3 separate regions of the Mus musculus genome follow, and regions 1 and 2 are each linked to region 3. A link is a contact called in public promoter capture Hi-C data. All regions are on one chromosome and are shown on one strand. Each heading gives the region's core, a stretch centred on a gene start, on an enhancer-like site or on the middle of the called end of the contact. The rest is flanking DNA. Distances are from core to core; before and after follow the strand shown. Region 1 holds the start of Aox1 (aldehyde oxidase 1). Region 2 holds the start of Hibch (3-hydroxyisobutyryl-Coenzyme A hydrolase). Region 3 holds the start of Coq10b (coenzyme Q10B).

Region 1 (5,161 bases), core at 1,974-4,473, 3.0 Mb before region 3:
TGCAGCTGCGTTAGTCTCACCTCCTTCTGGACTCTGTGACTACTATTCTGAGCCACCTCACCTCCAACCCCCAAGGGCAGGTAGGGTGGGCCAGGACACAGGCAACAGCAATGTAGGGACTTTTAACTTTCATTACATTTACATTCAGGGTTCCTCTTATGCAGAATGAAAAGAAAAAGCCAGAGACCTGCTGTGCAGGTCACCAGAGCACAGTGAAGGTCTTCCAGGAGTCCCTGCAAAGGCAGAAGTCTGGCCTTTCACGGGGCTGTTCTCTCTAGTGGCTTCTCATGCCTCTCAAACAGCTCCTTGCTCTCTGCTTCTATCCATATAGCAAGTAGCAGTGAAGCTTGCTTGCCCGAGCTGGACACACGCTTCACTAGAGAGGGACACAAAGCTGACATGGTTTTTTTTGGTTTGCTAGTTTGCAGGGGAGGGGTCAAAAGATGGAACGAACAGGGACTAAGAAAATGGTCAATGAATGGCCCAACTTGAGACCCATCCCATGGGAAAAAAACCAATCTCTGACACTATTAATGATAATCTGTGATGCTTGCAGACAGGAACCTAGCATGACTGTCCTCTGAGAGGCTCCACCCAGCAGCTGACTGAAACAGATGCAGAGACCCACAGCCAAACATTAGGCAGAGCATGTAAAGTCTTATAGAAGAGTTGGAGGAAGGATTGAAGAACCCAGGGAGTATAAGAACTCCACAAGAAGACCAACAGAGACAACTATCCTGGACCCTTGCATGCTCTCAGAGACGGAACCACCAACCAAAGAGCATACAGCTTGTTCTTTGTGCGGGTCCCCTAACTGGAGTGGGAACTGTCCCTAAATCTGTTTCCTGTCTATGGATCTCATTCCCCTAACTGGGCTGTCTTAGTGGGAGAGAATGTTCCTAGCCCAGCAGTGAGTGACTTCAGGTGCCAGGGTGGGTTGGTACCCCCGGGTGAGGGACTAGGATGGGGGTGCTATGGTCAGGATATAAAGTGAATGAATGAATGAATAAACAAACAAATAAATATAAAGTGAATGAATGAATAAACGAAGAAACATGTAAATGGAAAACATAAAATCAAAGTATTTCTAGGGTGTTCACAGAACATTTGGTCCCAGGACTCAGTTCGAGGAACCTGGAGGTCCAGCATTGCTAACAGTGGGACTGAAAGAGGTAAGGTGAGCTTCGGGTAAAAAAGGACTTATTTAGTCTTCAAAATCAGTGCAGCACAAAGTTGTGTGCTTGTTAAGAACCCTGCTGTTTGGAAGCAGGAGAGGGAGGATGAGGGGGAGGAGGGAGGAGACCTCAGACTCAACATGGCTGCTGTCTTGCTTTAGACTCTTAGCATCATTTATAAAGCTGTACCCTGGCTCCTGACCACACCTCCAGCCCTAGCAATCTATTCCCATCATATGTAAACAAACATTCTTCTGCTCCAGGACCTTTGCACCTGGATATCTCTACCTGAAATTCCTTTCACATATATGTGTGTGTGTGTGTATTTGTATACACATATACATATGTGAGTGTTTGTGTGTGTGCATTTGTATACATATATGTCTATATGTGGTTTGTGTGTATGTGTCTGTGTGCACGCGCTTGACTGGGTCCTACTTCATCCCAGACACTGCTCCAATGCCCCCTGATCTGAAAGGTCAACGCATCCCCTCCATCCACCCCATCAGTTTCTGCTCATCACTCCGTTTTCATGCCAGCACCTGCCGCTGCTTGACACCACACTCTCTCCATTTATTTATATGCCTGTTGGCTGTTTCCCCAGCAGTGTAGCAGTGTCAACCCCTCACCAGCAGGGGTCGCATCCTTTCTGTGGTTTGCTATATCCCATAAGCTTAAACATAGCTTAGTATCTGTTAGGATGTTCATGAAAACACACAATGGATATTCATGATTGCTCTTTTCGCAATAAGTAGTGTTGGCCTGTTAGTAGCCTTGGAGTCTGCCTCCAAGAGGCAGTGAGGCTCCAGTGAGCGGCAATGGATTCCGTTCGTTTAGTAAGGACAGAATACACTCCAGCTTTTTCTGTTATGCAAAAGGAAACGGAAGGAACAGGGCAGCCATTTCACCCATTATTCTAGTTCACCTTCATGGTAGTCCTGTGGGGAGATGGGGGGACAGCTAATGGGTTTCATCTATTTAAGGATCCATCTATCCCGCTTCAGGGCCATGAAGCAGGGACTCATAAAGGTTTTTTTTTTTTTTAAATGGGGGCTTCTATGATTTGGGAGACCCTGTTCTTCAAGGAAGAAAACACATTACAAAACTACAGCAGTGTGACTCAACTTCATAGCCTCCGAAGAGTCCTCACACAGGAAAGGTCTGGTTGGCGCTAAACCTTCCTTGGCTTCCAGTTGGTCAGCCAGTGCCAGCTAGAACAAGGGCTCTGGCTGTCCCTAGCCAGACACAGGGAACACAGCGGGATCCAAAGGGCGGAACTGACATTGTGGACAGCAGCTCTCCACCCCCCACTCAAAGTGCTATCAGTTTACACAGAGAACACTCCAGATGAGCTGGGCCACTGCCCAGACGGCTGCTTTAAACGATGCCCAGAGGCTTTGCTGTCCCCAAGCAACAGGATTTGCCTGGAGCCGCCATAAAAGTCTTCAGAGCCAAGGCACACACACAAATAAAACAAAATGCCACACTCGGCAGGAGCCCCTGATTCTGGCAAGCTGTGCTGTGCCAGGAACTTGCTTTGGCTTCACCAAGTTGAAAAATCACAGAGTAGCTAGAACCAGTGCACCTCTGTGGCCCTGTTAAAGCTGGGTATTGCTCACCCAGACAAGCAGAGACTTGAGGCTACTTATTTAATTGTGCTGGAAGATCTTATCAGCCGGAGGCTTTAAGGGAGGGAAGGTCTGGATGCTCCCCGTCCGGAAGGGAGAGGCCCTGGGATTCAGACATTCTGAAATTCTTAGTCTTCCATGCGCTGGTCGTGATGCGAAAGGTCTGAAAAATAATCTGATCTCCTTTGAGTTTTATAATGCAGATTCCTATGCTGAGGACCCAATGAGACCCCATGCTAAGGTTTCAGCGAAAGCAGGGCGCAGGCTGGGATAGGGCCCAGAACTGGGGTCCGGGGTGGTGCAGGAGTCTGCCTACCCGCGGGCTCTCACCTTCTGGCCATTCACGTAGAAGAGCAGCTGAATGGGGTCCATGACTCCGAGGTCCCTAGCAGGTCCCTAGCAGCGCCAGTCCTTGCAGAGAATAAATTGCCCGAGGCTACAGGGCGGGGCTTGTCTGTGCTTCTAAGTCTCCACCCTCCCAGAAAGTTTTGGAAGAGCCAATGCTGCAGAGGTCCTAAAGGGAAAACTCTCCTGACACTACAGAGTGTGCCAGCGTGGGAGACAAGCTGAAATCTTTGGGTTTTGGCATCGATGGGAGAGAGGGGTAGCTGGGCGGCCAGCCTCAGGAAGTCCTGAGTCATTGCTCTAGTATCTGTGCCAATGCTTGCTTATTGAAGTGGTTTCCAGAATCCTCTCGTTTGTTTAGGGGGAAGGCAGCCTGGCTGTACTGCTGAGTCACTTCCCAAGAGTCCTGCGCCCTTAACCTCACTTTTTGGCTTTCTTTATATTTTAGAATCCACTTTATAAAACCTGGCAAGTCTCAAATGAGACCAAATTATTTTCCAGGCCTTAGTATATCTCCCTAGGTTATTTTATTCATGCAATACAACATCCCCACCCCTCAATACCCATTCACACAGGGTTTCTCTGGGTAACAGCCTGGCTGTCTTGGAACTCTTCTTTGTAGACCAGGCTGGCCTCGAAATCACAGATCTCCACCTGCCTCTGCCCCTTGAGTGCTGAGATTAAAGGTATGCACCACTACACAACATTTTTATTGTGAAAACTTCCCGTTTGTAGGTAGAGGAGAAGAAACCACATCTCAGCAATTCCAGGAGTGGTTAACAGTAAGTGGCTAACACCTCCTTGCTTCCCAAGGATCTTAAGCACATTTCAGACAGTGTTTTACCAGTAGACAGAAAACGTGTGTGTATGTGTGTGTGTGTGTGTGTGTGTGTGTGTGTGTGTGTGTGTGTGTGTGTGTGTAAGCATCACTATAAAGCTATGGCTAGTTTGGAATTTACTGGCTTTGAACTGACAGCTTCTATCAGCTTCTGCCTCTTCCTGAGTGCTGGAATCAAAGGTGTGTGTGAGCCTCCATATCTGTCAAACATTTTCTTTTTTGAAAAATACTTTATGTTTGACAGGATCTGGGGAAATGGCTCAGAGGTTAAGAGCTTCCAGGACCCAGGACTAGAACAAACCTGTTTTCTTTATAAAGTATCCAGTTTGGGGCATTCTGCTTTAGCAATAGTGAAGAGATTAAAAGATTAGATGAACAGATTAAAAGCTAGAATTCTTTTACTCTCCTGATGCCAATAATCTCCATTCTAAAATCTTACTAACTAGAGATGGCTCAGTGGCTCAGAGCATTTGTTTCTAACAGATTCAATTCCTAACATTCACAGTCTTCTGAAACTCCAGTTCCAGGGAATCTCATTTCCTTCTTCTAATGATCCAGGGCCCCTGGCATATGCACATGTACACATCTACTCCCCCCCCCACCCACACACACCTACACACACACACATACACACACATGCCCATATATATACACACATATACTCACACACATGCATTCGCATGTACATATACACATATGCACACACATACACAGGCATACAGACACACAGGCAAAACATTCATACACATAAAATACATATTTAAAAAATTAAGCTATTTCAAACCACCCTAGGTACACGGTGATAGTCTTTTTCAAAGCAAAGGGCTAAAACACAAGGTTTCAGGATCCATAGCTGTTTTCATATCAGTACATTGATAAATATTCCTAGACCATTGTGTATGTGAGTGTGCACACGTGCACTATTAGTGTTACTCGGATTCCCACCCATACTTCTCTACTCTGCCTTAAGGCCAGGATTTTGCAAATCATCTTTCTCTCTTGCCAGGCCTCTTTAGTCTTCAGCAACGCAGGGTCTTAGACGTAGGGAAGGCAATGAGGAAAATGTGCCATATTGTCTGGGTTGTGGGGACTCAGAGCAGCCACTCTGGCAGCACCTGCTGGCTCCAGAGTAGCAGAGCAGTGTCCATGAAGGCATGGACACCAGCAACAGGAGA
Region 2 (5,021 bases), core at 1,169-3,668, 2.2 Mb after region 3:
CTCTAAGATGATTCCAGCTAGTATCAAGTTGGCATGAAAGCTAGTCAGCACACTATGTTAAGCAATGTATCCCAGGCTCAGACAAATACAGCATGTCTGTGGATGCTAGAGAGAGAGAGAGAGAGAGAGAGAGAGAGAGAGAGAGAGAGAGAGAGAGAGAGAGAGATTGATGGTAAGTGTAGGTCATTAAACTAAAACAGGACCATGAGAGCAGAAAAGGATCTCTTAAGGGAAGGCTACAGGATGGTAGGGAGGGAATGAGAGTAAAAGACCAAAGTGCCATGAAGCAGAAGAGCTAGGGAGTAGAGGAGGAGGGCTGACCAGCACACTGACAGCCAGGGGAGGAGAGTGGGGATAGAACCAACAACAGAAACACAGAAACAGTGTGTACAGAACTGCCACAATGAAACTCATAGCTTAGTATCCAACAAAAGACAAAAATGAGTGATAGAGATCATTTAGAGATCTAGCTGACATATAATTGAATTCAATTGCATTTGAAGTACAATTGAAGCATTCGGCATAGGACTCAGAATAATCAACTATACAATACATTTGAAAGTTCTCTTCTTAAAGAAATGCTGTTGAGACAGAGAAAACCACCCAACTGCTAAACTGGCACTGCAATGTTAGGAACACAGGACAGCACCAGAGGAGCAAAGGAAGGCTAAGTTCAATGGCATTAGCCAATCACATCAACCAAGGCACACCCGCCCCTTTCCTTCCAGAAACTCTCCGGATCTCCCTCCAGGTTTGTGGAATCCGCTCCTCTTGACTGCATGACCTTGTCTCCAATCCCTTTTGCTATCCCAGGACTGGATCTAGGAAAGGGAGACCTCAGATCAGTACTGTCCAATTTGGTCCTGGCACTTTACATGTTGAAATGTGGAGTGAAATAGGGACAAGCTGAACCACAGTAATGACAGAATCTTTCTAGATGAAGTTAACTTTGTTAATATACATGCCTCTAAATTATTGTTCCCAAATAATTTAGAATTTGCCATCATCAAGAAGCAACAACAATGATTATGTGAGCAGATGCTATTATTCACCACAAAAGAAAAAAGAGAAGCAAGGCAACTTCTACATGTAACAAAAATACCTGAGTATCGTTGGTGCTTTCTGCTAAAAAGGCACTATTCTTTTTAAGATGTTTTGTTTTGTTCTGTTTTTTGAGACAGGACTTCTCTGTGTAGCCTTGGCTATCCTGGAACTCACTCTATAGACCAGGCTGGCCTTGAACTTAGAAATCCCTGCCTCTATCTCCCAAGTACTGGGATTCAAGGCGTGCGCCACCATGCGCGGCTTAAGATGTGTTTTTAACTATGTATATATGTATGCCCATGTAAGTACAAGTGTCCAATGGATCCAGAAGAAACTATCAGATTCCTTGGAGACGGAGTTAAAGGTAGTTATGAGCCACACGGGAAGCAGAACTTTGTCCTCTTAGCCAGTCCTTTAAGAGCAGTATAGGCTCTTAAAACCGCGGAACCATCTCCCTAACTCCACTGGTAACTACTCATTTAGAACTAAGAAACATTCTATGCCTTTGCAGGAACCTTCCACAACAGACTGTAAGGCATAAGAAACGTGCAGACGGAACAAGGGTGCGTTCCACGTCTGAGATGCTCCTAGACTGCACAGATGTCTAACAGCACACATTTCATCGCCCAAAAGTACTTCAGTGAAGAGTTCCACAGGGGGGAAATTGAAGTTTTTGCGTATGGTACTGGGGAAAAGGAATTACACTAGCCAAAGCTCCTAAAATGGGTGCTACCACATTTCCTTCTGCCAAGGTCCGATTGCAGTGAGAGACACTCTTAGAAAGTTAATATCTGCACTGCTCCGGTCAAGCCACGCTAAATGGTCACAACATTATTCTGTGAGTTCCAATTGCCTGCGCTGCTACTACTGCTAGCTGAAATAATCAAGTTCCTTACCCGGAGCCCAGGTACACAACCTGTCATTTCTGTGTGACTTAAGAAAATACCCTACACAGTAAATCAGGTGGCACGTCCCCACACAGCGCCCAGTTCCAAGAAAGAAAATAAATAGGAGACAAACGGAGGGGGGAGAAAGTTGTGGGACGTCAAGGCCTAACAGATGCTAGAGGACGGAAAATGAAGGTGCTGTTGCAAGAAAAAGAGCAAAGTCAGAGGACGCATGTCGTTGCGATCGCCGCTGAGGTCGCCGCGGGGCAGCAAAGCAGAGGCTGCCATACAAAGGCGACTAGATCTGCGAGACCTGCGGGGACACTTGTGAGCCTTTTCCCCCAAGCCGGCCCTTAGCTCTGCCTTGCTCACCAACTCACCTCGACAGGAGCCGCCACGCATATGGCTGCCCCATGGCCTAAAAACCCAAGAGCAGAAGAAGCAGAGTGTAGTGGTTCCACCGGCTCTGGTAGTTAGACCCGCCCACAGCCCCGCCCACAGCCGATGAGAGCAGAGGAGAGCCGGGGTCACTGATGACAAGTCCTCCGGTGGGCCAGAGCGGCCCAACGCCTACACTTCCGCTGCGCTACGCTCACGGGCCCGGCCGGGCGGGGCGGGGCGGGGCAAAACAGGAGCAGTTAGGAAACCAGCAAGAGCAGTGGGCAGGGCCACACTAGACAGGGCCAGGCCGGGTAAAGGTGGGGCGGGTCCTGGCTAGGGGCGTTAACTAGTGAGGGGAGGAGGAAGAGGAGGAGCCAAGACGAAAGCTGAGAGGTGAGTAACCAAAGCAAAGAGAAAAGTAGAAAAACTTATTTATAATAGCCAGAAGCTGGAAAGAAGCCAGATGTCCTTCAACAGAGGAATGGAGATAGAAAATGTAGTACATTTACACAATGGAGTACTACTCCGCCATTAAAAACAATGACTTCATGAAATTCTTAGGCAAATGGATGGAACTAGAAAGTATCAATCCTGAGTAAGGTGACCCAATCACAAAAGAACACACAGTATGGATATGAGCCCAAAGGCTCGGCAAGATACAATTCACCGACCACAAGAAGCTCAAGAAGAAGGAAGACCAAAGTGTGGGTGCTTTGGTCCTTCTTAGAAGAGGAAATAAAATACCCACAGGAGGAAATACAGAGGCAAGTGTGGAGCAGAGACTGAAGGCAAGGCCATCCAGAGAATGCCCCACCTGGGGATCCATTCCATATATAGTCACCAAACCCAGAGACTTTTTATTGTAGGTGCCAACAAGTGCTTGCTGACAGGCGCCTGATACAGCTATCTCCAGAGAGGCTCTGTCAGAGCCTGACAAAGAGGTGGATGCTCACAGTCAACTATTGGACTGAGCACAGGGTCTCCAATGGAGGAGTTAAAGAAAGGAATGAAGGAGCTGAATTGGTTTGCAACTCCATAGGACAAACAACAATATCAACCAACCAGAACCCCCAGAGCTCCCAGGGACTAAACCACCAACCAAAGAGTACACATGGAGGGACCCATGGCTCCAGGTGCATATGTAGCAGATGATGGCCTTGTCAGGCATCAATGGGAGGAGAGGCCCTTGGTCCTGTGAAGGCTGGATGCCCCAGTGTAGGGGAATGCCAGGATGGGGAAGCCAGAGAGGGGGGTTGGTTGGTTGGGGGAGCATTGTCACAGAAGCAGGGGGAAGGGGGAGGGGATAGGAGGTTTCCATAGGAGAAGGAAAGGAAGAGAGGGGATAACATTTGAAATGTAAATAAAGAAAATATCTAATAAGAAATTTCAAAAACCTTTAAATATAATTTTTTTACTACCACATTTAATGTAAAAAGATTGCATTGCCTTTTCTTTGTAATATTGAGAAACAATAAATACGGTAGTGGTTTTTACTTTAAAAAATGGAAAGGAAAGGAGTTTGCTCCCTAGACTAGGCTGTCTTGAAATGCCCAGTTGATTATCTATGTTTGGCTTTTAAGTTTAATCAGCAGGTATTAATTGATCTGAAGGAGTTTGTGTAATTTTTTTTTTTTTTTTGGTTTTTTGAGACAGGGTTTCTCTGTATAGACCTGGCTGTCCTGGAGCTCACTTTGTAGACCAGGCTGGTCTCGAACTCAGAAATCCACCTGCCTCTGCCTCCCGAGTGCTGGGATGAAAGGCATGTGCCACCATGCCTGGCTGTGTAATTTTAATAATTTTTTAATGAAAAGGTAAATTTAAACCAGACCCGATGACACACACCTATAATTCCAGCACTCAGAAACCTGAAACAGAATGGTCACCTGGGCTACACAGCAAGACCCTGTCTAGGAAAACTAAGTAAATTAAATGTTCTTTGAGTCAGAAACATATGAGATGCATTTGACATTGAGGAAAGACCAGAGTTTAGTACTCTACATAGCTGAACTTGCTTCGAAACATTGCTAATTATCTTCAGAAAAGTTACAGATCCCTCAGTCTTCCTCTGAGACAAAATATCTGATTAAGAGAATGCTCACAAACTAGAAATATCAGTGAAAACATACCTGTTCTGGAAAGCAGCTTATTAAATAAACCCCATATTTAACTGTCCACTGTGGTGATTTGAACATACTTGGCCCAAAGGAGTGGCACTATTTGGACGTGTGGCCTTGTTGGAGTAGGTGTAGCCTTGTTAGAGGAACTGTGTCATTGTGGGCTGGGCTTTAAGACCCTTGTCCTAGCTGCTTGGAAGCCAGTCTTCCAAACAAGGTATTGAACTTTCAGCTTCTCCTGCACCATGCCTGCCTGGACGTTGACATACTCCCACCTTGATGATAGTGGCCTGAACCTCTGAACCTGTAAGTCATCCCCAATTGAATGCTGTCTTTATAAGAGTTGCCTTGGTCATAGTGTCTAATCACAGCAGTAAAACCCTAACCAAGACACCCACTACTCTTGAGTTTCTTCTAGATTCATACAGATGTCTAGCTGTAAGCACATCAACAAAAACGTGTTGGCATATTAATAGTAAATGAGGGAATCTGAGAAGAGTTTCAGAGTGAAAAATTAAAGGGGTGTTTGTCATCCACTGAAGTATACCCTGACCTTAAAGAAGTTATTCTTAGTCTTTGGCATATTGTAAGATAC
Region 3 (4,885 bases), core at 1,533-4,032:
GAGGAGATGGCTCAGTTAAAGAACTTAATAGTTCAGATCCCCTAAGACTAGGGCCCACCTAATGCTCAGAAGGAGAAGTTGGGCTTCCACACTAGACCTATGAGTAAGCTCTGTGTTCTACTGAAAGACTGGAGGCAGAGGTAGGTTGATCTTTGTGAGTTCAAGACCAGCCTATTCTACAGAGAGAATTCCAGGACAGCCAGAGATATATAGTGAGATCCTGTTTCCAAGGGGGAAAAACAAACAAACATAAATATGATGACAATGAGCATTTATGAAAATAACATAAAATCTGTACCAAATTAATTTACAGCAAACACACACACACAAAATGAAAACCTAGTATGCAAAATGCCTAGCTGTTCATTTTCTAGGTTCAGTCCTAGCTAGCCTGAAACTTGCTAGGTAGACTAGGCTGGCCTTGAACTAGCAAAACTCCACCTGCCTCTACCTCCTTTCTCTTTTGCTTCTGTTTTTGAGACAGAATCTCATTCTGTGTAGACCTGGAAAGGCTTGACCTTGAAATCCTGTGTGTCAGTCTCCTCCAGTGCTAGGATTACAGGCATGCATAACCAACCTAGATAATAAGCCTTTTTAAAATGTTATTTGTAATTATGAGCATGTGTCTGTGTATGGGTATGTGCTTGTGAGTAATGGCGACTGAGAAGGCCAGAGGCCTTGGCTCTCCTGGAGCTGGAGTTGAAGGTATATATGAGACTTGTTCTTAGATAATAGAGGGTCCAGGTATGATGGCATACTTGTCTTCAATCCCAATACTCAAGAGGCAGGTGGATCTCTGCCTGTTCCAGGCCAGTCAGGGCTACACCATGGGACTCTTGTCTCTTAAAAAAAAAAAAAAAATGTTGCTCACAGGCAGAACATTTGCCTACCATGCATAAGGCCCTGAATTCCTGCCAGAAGAAAGACACACAAAAATTACTAAGATGCCTGTTCCTAAAGAGAAGAACTTAGAGTCAAGTTGAGTGGGAAATTTATATACAATACCAGGTTTTGTAACAAATTCATACATTGGTTTCTTAAGCCCCACAAGATACCCTTACCTAATCCTGATCATACTCCTAAGAAAACCACATATGCTTAAAACAAATTAACAGGTTTCCTGATCAGTATGCCTATTTGGTTATACTGCTCTGGGCAATACATCTATTTCACACACTATTAAGCGTTAGGGGTTGAGAGCTCAATGATAGAGCTGGTTGACATGTTCATGGCCCTGGGTTAGATCCAGCACCTCTCCCTTCAACTGCCCCATACAACTAGCTACATACACAGTCAAGCTAACAAGTGAGTACTGTAACATATTGAAAACAGACTTTGTAATCACTAATATTCCAAAACTACTCTCTCAAATAACATATTACATTAAAGGCCAGAACACAAGATAATGTAATACTTTTATGCATTTATATACCATTTTTGTTGCCTTTTTTTTTTTTAGATCCAGTCACTTGGTATTTCCCAGGCTGAGGCTGGTATGGACTTTCTGAGCATGAGCCTCGGACCATAAGCAGCAAAGCAACATTTAATCAGTAATATAAGCAGTATGTCCTGCTTGAAAAGCTATCTTTTGAGGATAAACTACCCGATTTCACAGTTTCAACATGTTTGTGTAAGATTTGGAGATGAAGCATGGCTGCTAGTTTCTGTTTGTTTTTGAGACAAATCTTACCTTGTAGCTCTGGCTGATATGCAACTAGCTACACAGACCAGGCTGGCCTCCAAAGCACCAGACCTGGCCTCTTGGCTGACATTTTAAAGTCTTCATTCAACCAAAATGTTCTGAAACCCAGGCAAGAGTTGGACTTTCTCCTCTGTAATGTATACATATTGATTCATCTCAAATACCAATTTTCTTTTCTTTTGGTCCTGAGACAGGGGCTCACTTTGTAGTTCGGGTTGGCCTTGAACCCACCGCGATACTTACTTGACTTTATTGCTAAAATTACAGGTGTGAGCCGCCACTCTGAGTTAATTTTAATTTTTGAGAATACTTTATTACAGTCTTATTTGTAATAGAAAACTGCATTGTAGACTTATAGTGTCCTTCAGGTCTCTAGGTTCATCTCCACCTAAAGGACCAAGCAGGAAAACCGAGGACAGAGCCATCTTCAAGGTTACAGGACCTCAAAGTTACAGTGTAGTGAAAAAAACAACAGGTCCTCTTTGTTGGCTGTGTTTCATTTTGCAAGCGCTGAGTGGCCGGGGTCAAAGAACTCCACAGCAAGTGAGAGAGCGTCTGACAAGCGGTTCACCGCCAGGACACGCACTCCCACGGCCCGGGAGCCGGCGCTCTCGGGCGCAGTTAAACTTTCCCGACGGCCGCCGCCCACCTCTTGGAGACCGGAAGGGCGGGAGCCGGAGACCCGGCTGCTTGTCCGTCCTCCCACGGCCGTCTCGTCGCTGACTCACCCCGATAATATGAGGTGCACGCAGACCAGCCGGCCGAGCGCCGCGCCCCGGGTCTCCGGAGCCGACTAGGGTCAGCGCCCCGGCCACAGGCCCGTCCCGAACCCGCCGCCCGGAAAACCTCCGCTCGCTACCTGACGTCGCGCGCAGACCCCCGCGCCGGGGCTTCCGTCACGGTGGTCGACTTCGGATGGCACCCCGATGCCACCCTCGCCAGGGCCCTCTGACTGGTCCGAGCTGCCATGATCATCTTTGTGAAGCCGGTAGCCAACGCGGGCACCCGGAACGAGGCGCCGCCCTCAGGCCGGCCTGGAGGGACGGCTCCTGCGCCTCTCAGCCAATCCGGGAGCCCTCTGAGCAGCTGGACACGCCTCTTCCCACTAAGTCCCTCCCAACCCCATGACGCCACGCTGACGCTAGGCTGACGCACGTGTCCAGTGCCGCCTCGGGACAGCCAATCGGGGCGCGGATCTCCGGGACACGCTCTGCTCCTGCCAGGAGTCTGCCACTTATGTAATCTTCGTGACGAACTCCTGGGTTCACCTACGGTCCGGGTTTTTTCCTGGAGCTATTTGGGGTCGAGTCTCGAGGCTCGGCTCGTGAGGGCCGCCCTGCCGGGGGAGGAAAGCCCAGGAGCTGGCTAATTATGTAACTGCCTCCCACACCCACCCCACCCAGCGCTGGCCCAGCGTGTTTTCGCTCCTGCTGCCGAGCCTGGCAGATTTTACTGTGTATTGACGATCTCAAACGGTACCTGCTGTGCTGACCCTGAGGTGTTGTTCAGAGAGCAACTTCGGGTCATACCGCCCCGAACAGGCCCAGTGACCTGTCAGTTCTAGCTGCCTTCTTCATACGTGGCCAAGATATGGTGTAGTGTTGCCTTTATGATCCAGGTTTTTCTCATTCTATACAAAGCAACAATTTTGCTTGCCACATTCAGGGATTGGATGAGGTCCTGACTTACATATAAGGGAGGGGCACACGTAACAAACGCATATGTGAAGGTCAGAGTCTTCCCATGTGGGTCTAAGGAATAAGAACTCACTTAACAGGCTTGCATAGCGATTGTTTTTTTTTAAATGATTAGCCATCTCACTGACTCTAATACAGTTTTTTAAAAAATAGAATTATATTTTATTACTATATGAATGTACGTGTGTGATGTGTGTTTGGCTTATGAAAGTCAGACGGCACATTTGTGAAGTCACCTCTTCACCTTCCATCTTTATGTGGGTTCCTGGAGATTCAATTTGAGTCATCAGACTTGCACAGCAAGTTCTACCCAGTAGGCCATCCTGCCTGCTGCATTTGGTTAGCAGAGCTTGAGGAATAAATGAGATTGTTGGTTAAACATAGGCAATAATATATTTTGAAAGACTTACTAGATGTTGGAGGTGTGAATGAGTCTGTCTCCTCACATAGCTCATATTCCAAAAGGGAAGATAGAACTAATGTGTACTGCATTATCGGGTAATTATGTGACTTGTATGTGGTGGTTTGAATATGCTTAGCCCATGGGAAGTGGTACTATTAGGAAGTGTAGCATTGTTGGAGTAGGTTTGGGCTTGTTGGAGGAGGTGAGTCACTGTAGGAGTGAGCTTTGAGGTCCAAAGCTTAAGCTTTGGCCAGAGCAGAAGAGACCCTCCTCCTGGCTGCCTGGAAAAGGGCATCTCTTCCCACCTGCTTCTGAGTCAAGATGTAGAACTCTTGGCTTCTCCAGGACATGTTTGACTGTACACTGTCATGCTTCGTGCCGTGATAATGGACAGAACCTCTGAAATCAGCCTCAATTAAATGTTGTCCTTTATAAAAAGTTGCTTTGGTCATGGTGTCTCTTCATACCAATAGAAACCCTAAGATGTGGAGAAAAAAAAAAAAAGAGTAGAGCACAGTGTGCTGTGCCTGTAATCCTGGCACTAGAGATACTGAAAGAAAAACTACCCAGGCTAGATTGAACTGCACAGGGAGATGCTTAAAAACATTGAAAATGAAATGATGATGTAGCTGGAGAGATAGTTCAACAACTAAGAGCTGCTATTGCAGGGGAGACCAGTTCCATTGCCAGAATTGATGTTAGGCAGCTCACAACATCAGTAACAGTTCGAGGATATCTGTTAACCTCTCCTGTTCTCTGCAGGCACTGACACACACACACACACACACACACACACACACTAAGGGTAAGGACTAGGGAGGTCTCTCAAGATAAAGGTGCTTTTGGCTAAGCCTGACAACACATGCTATAAATTCTTAAAAGCTTTACAAATAAAAATTAATCTTTACTTAAATCCCAGCACTCAGGAGGCAGAGGCAGGCATATCTGTGTGAGTTTGAGGCCAGCTCAGTTTAAAGAATGAGTTCCAACACAGCAAGGGCTACACCAAGACACCCTGTCTGGAAAAACACTAAATAGATAAATAAGTAAATATTTTAAAATCACTGTAAGAAGAAGGAAAGA

The links. Promoter capture Hi-C pulls out the DNA fragments that hold promoters and counts their contacts.
Region 1: a contact with region 3 is called in a promoter capture Hi-C map of liver, with 4 times the contacts expected there. The contact joins the promoter of Aox1 here to the promoter of Coq10b in region 3. A contact is called at or near these places in 3 of 39 promoter capture datasets (hippocampal neurons and liver) and 1 of 115 datasets of contacts at active chromatin or transcription factors (astrocytes).
Region 2: a promoter capture Hi-C map of liver shows a contact between it and region 3, with 5 times the contacts expected there. The contact joins the promoter of Hibch here to the promoter of Coq10b in region 3. A contact is called at or near these places in 2 of 39 promoter capture datasets (both in liver) and 1 of 9 other capture datasets (liver).

What each region holds. Positions count from the first base shown.
Region 1 is chr1:58,028,031-58,033,191 of GRCm38.p6, reverse strand. Aox1 (aldehyde oxidase 1) reads right to left here and starts at 3,223. Exons shown (of 35, transcript NM_009676.2): 1 at 3,134-3,223. The coding sequence starts at 3,175.
Region 2 is chr1:52,842,435-52,847,455 of GRCm38.p6, reverse strand. It overlaps Hibch (3-hydroxyisobutyryl-Coenzyme A hydrolase), which reads right to left and starts at 2,418. Exons shown (of 14, transcript NM_146108.2): 1 at 2,312-2,418. The coding sequence starts at 2,346.
Region 3 is chr1:55,050,667-55,055,551 of GRCm38.p6, reverse strand. It overlaps Coq10b (coenzyme Q10B), which reads right to left and starts at 2,782. Exons shown (of 5, transcript NM_001039710.1): 1 at 2,562-2,782. The coding sequence starts at 2,677.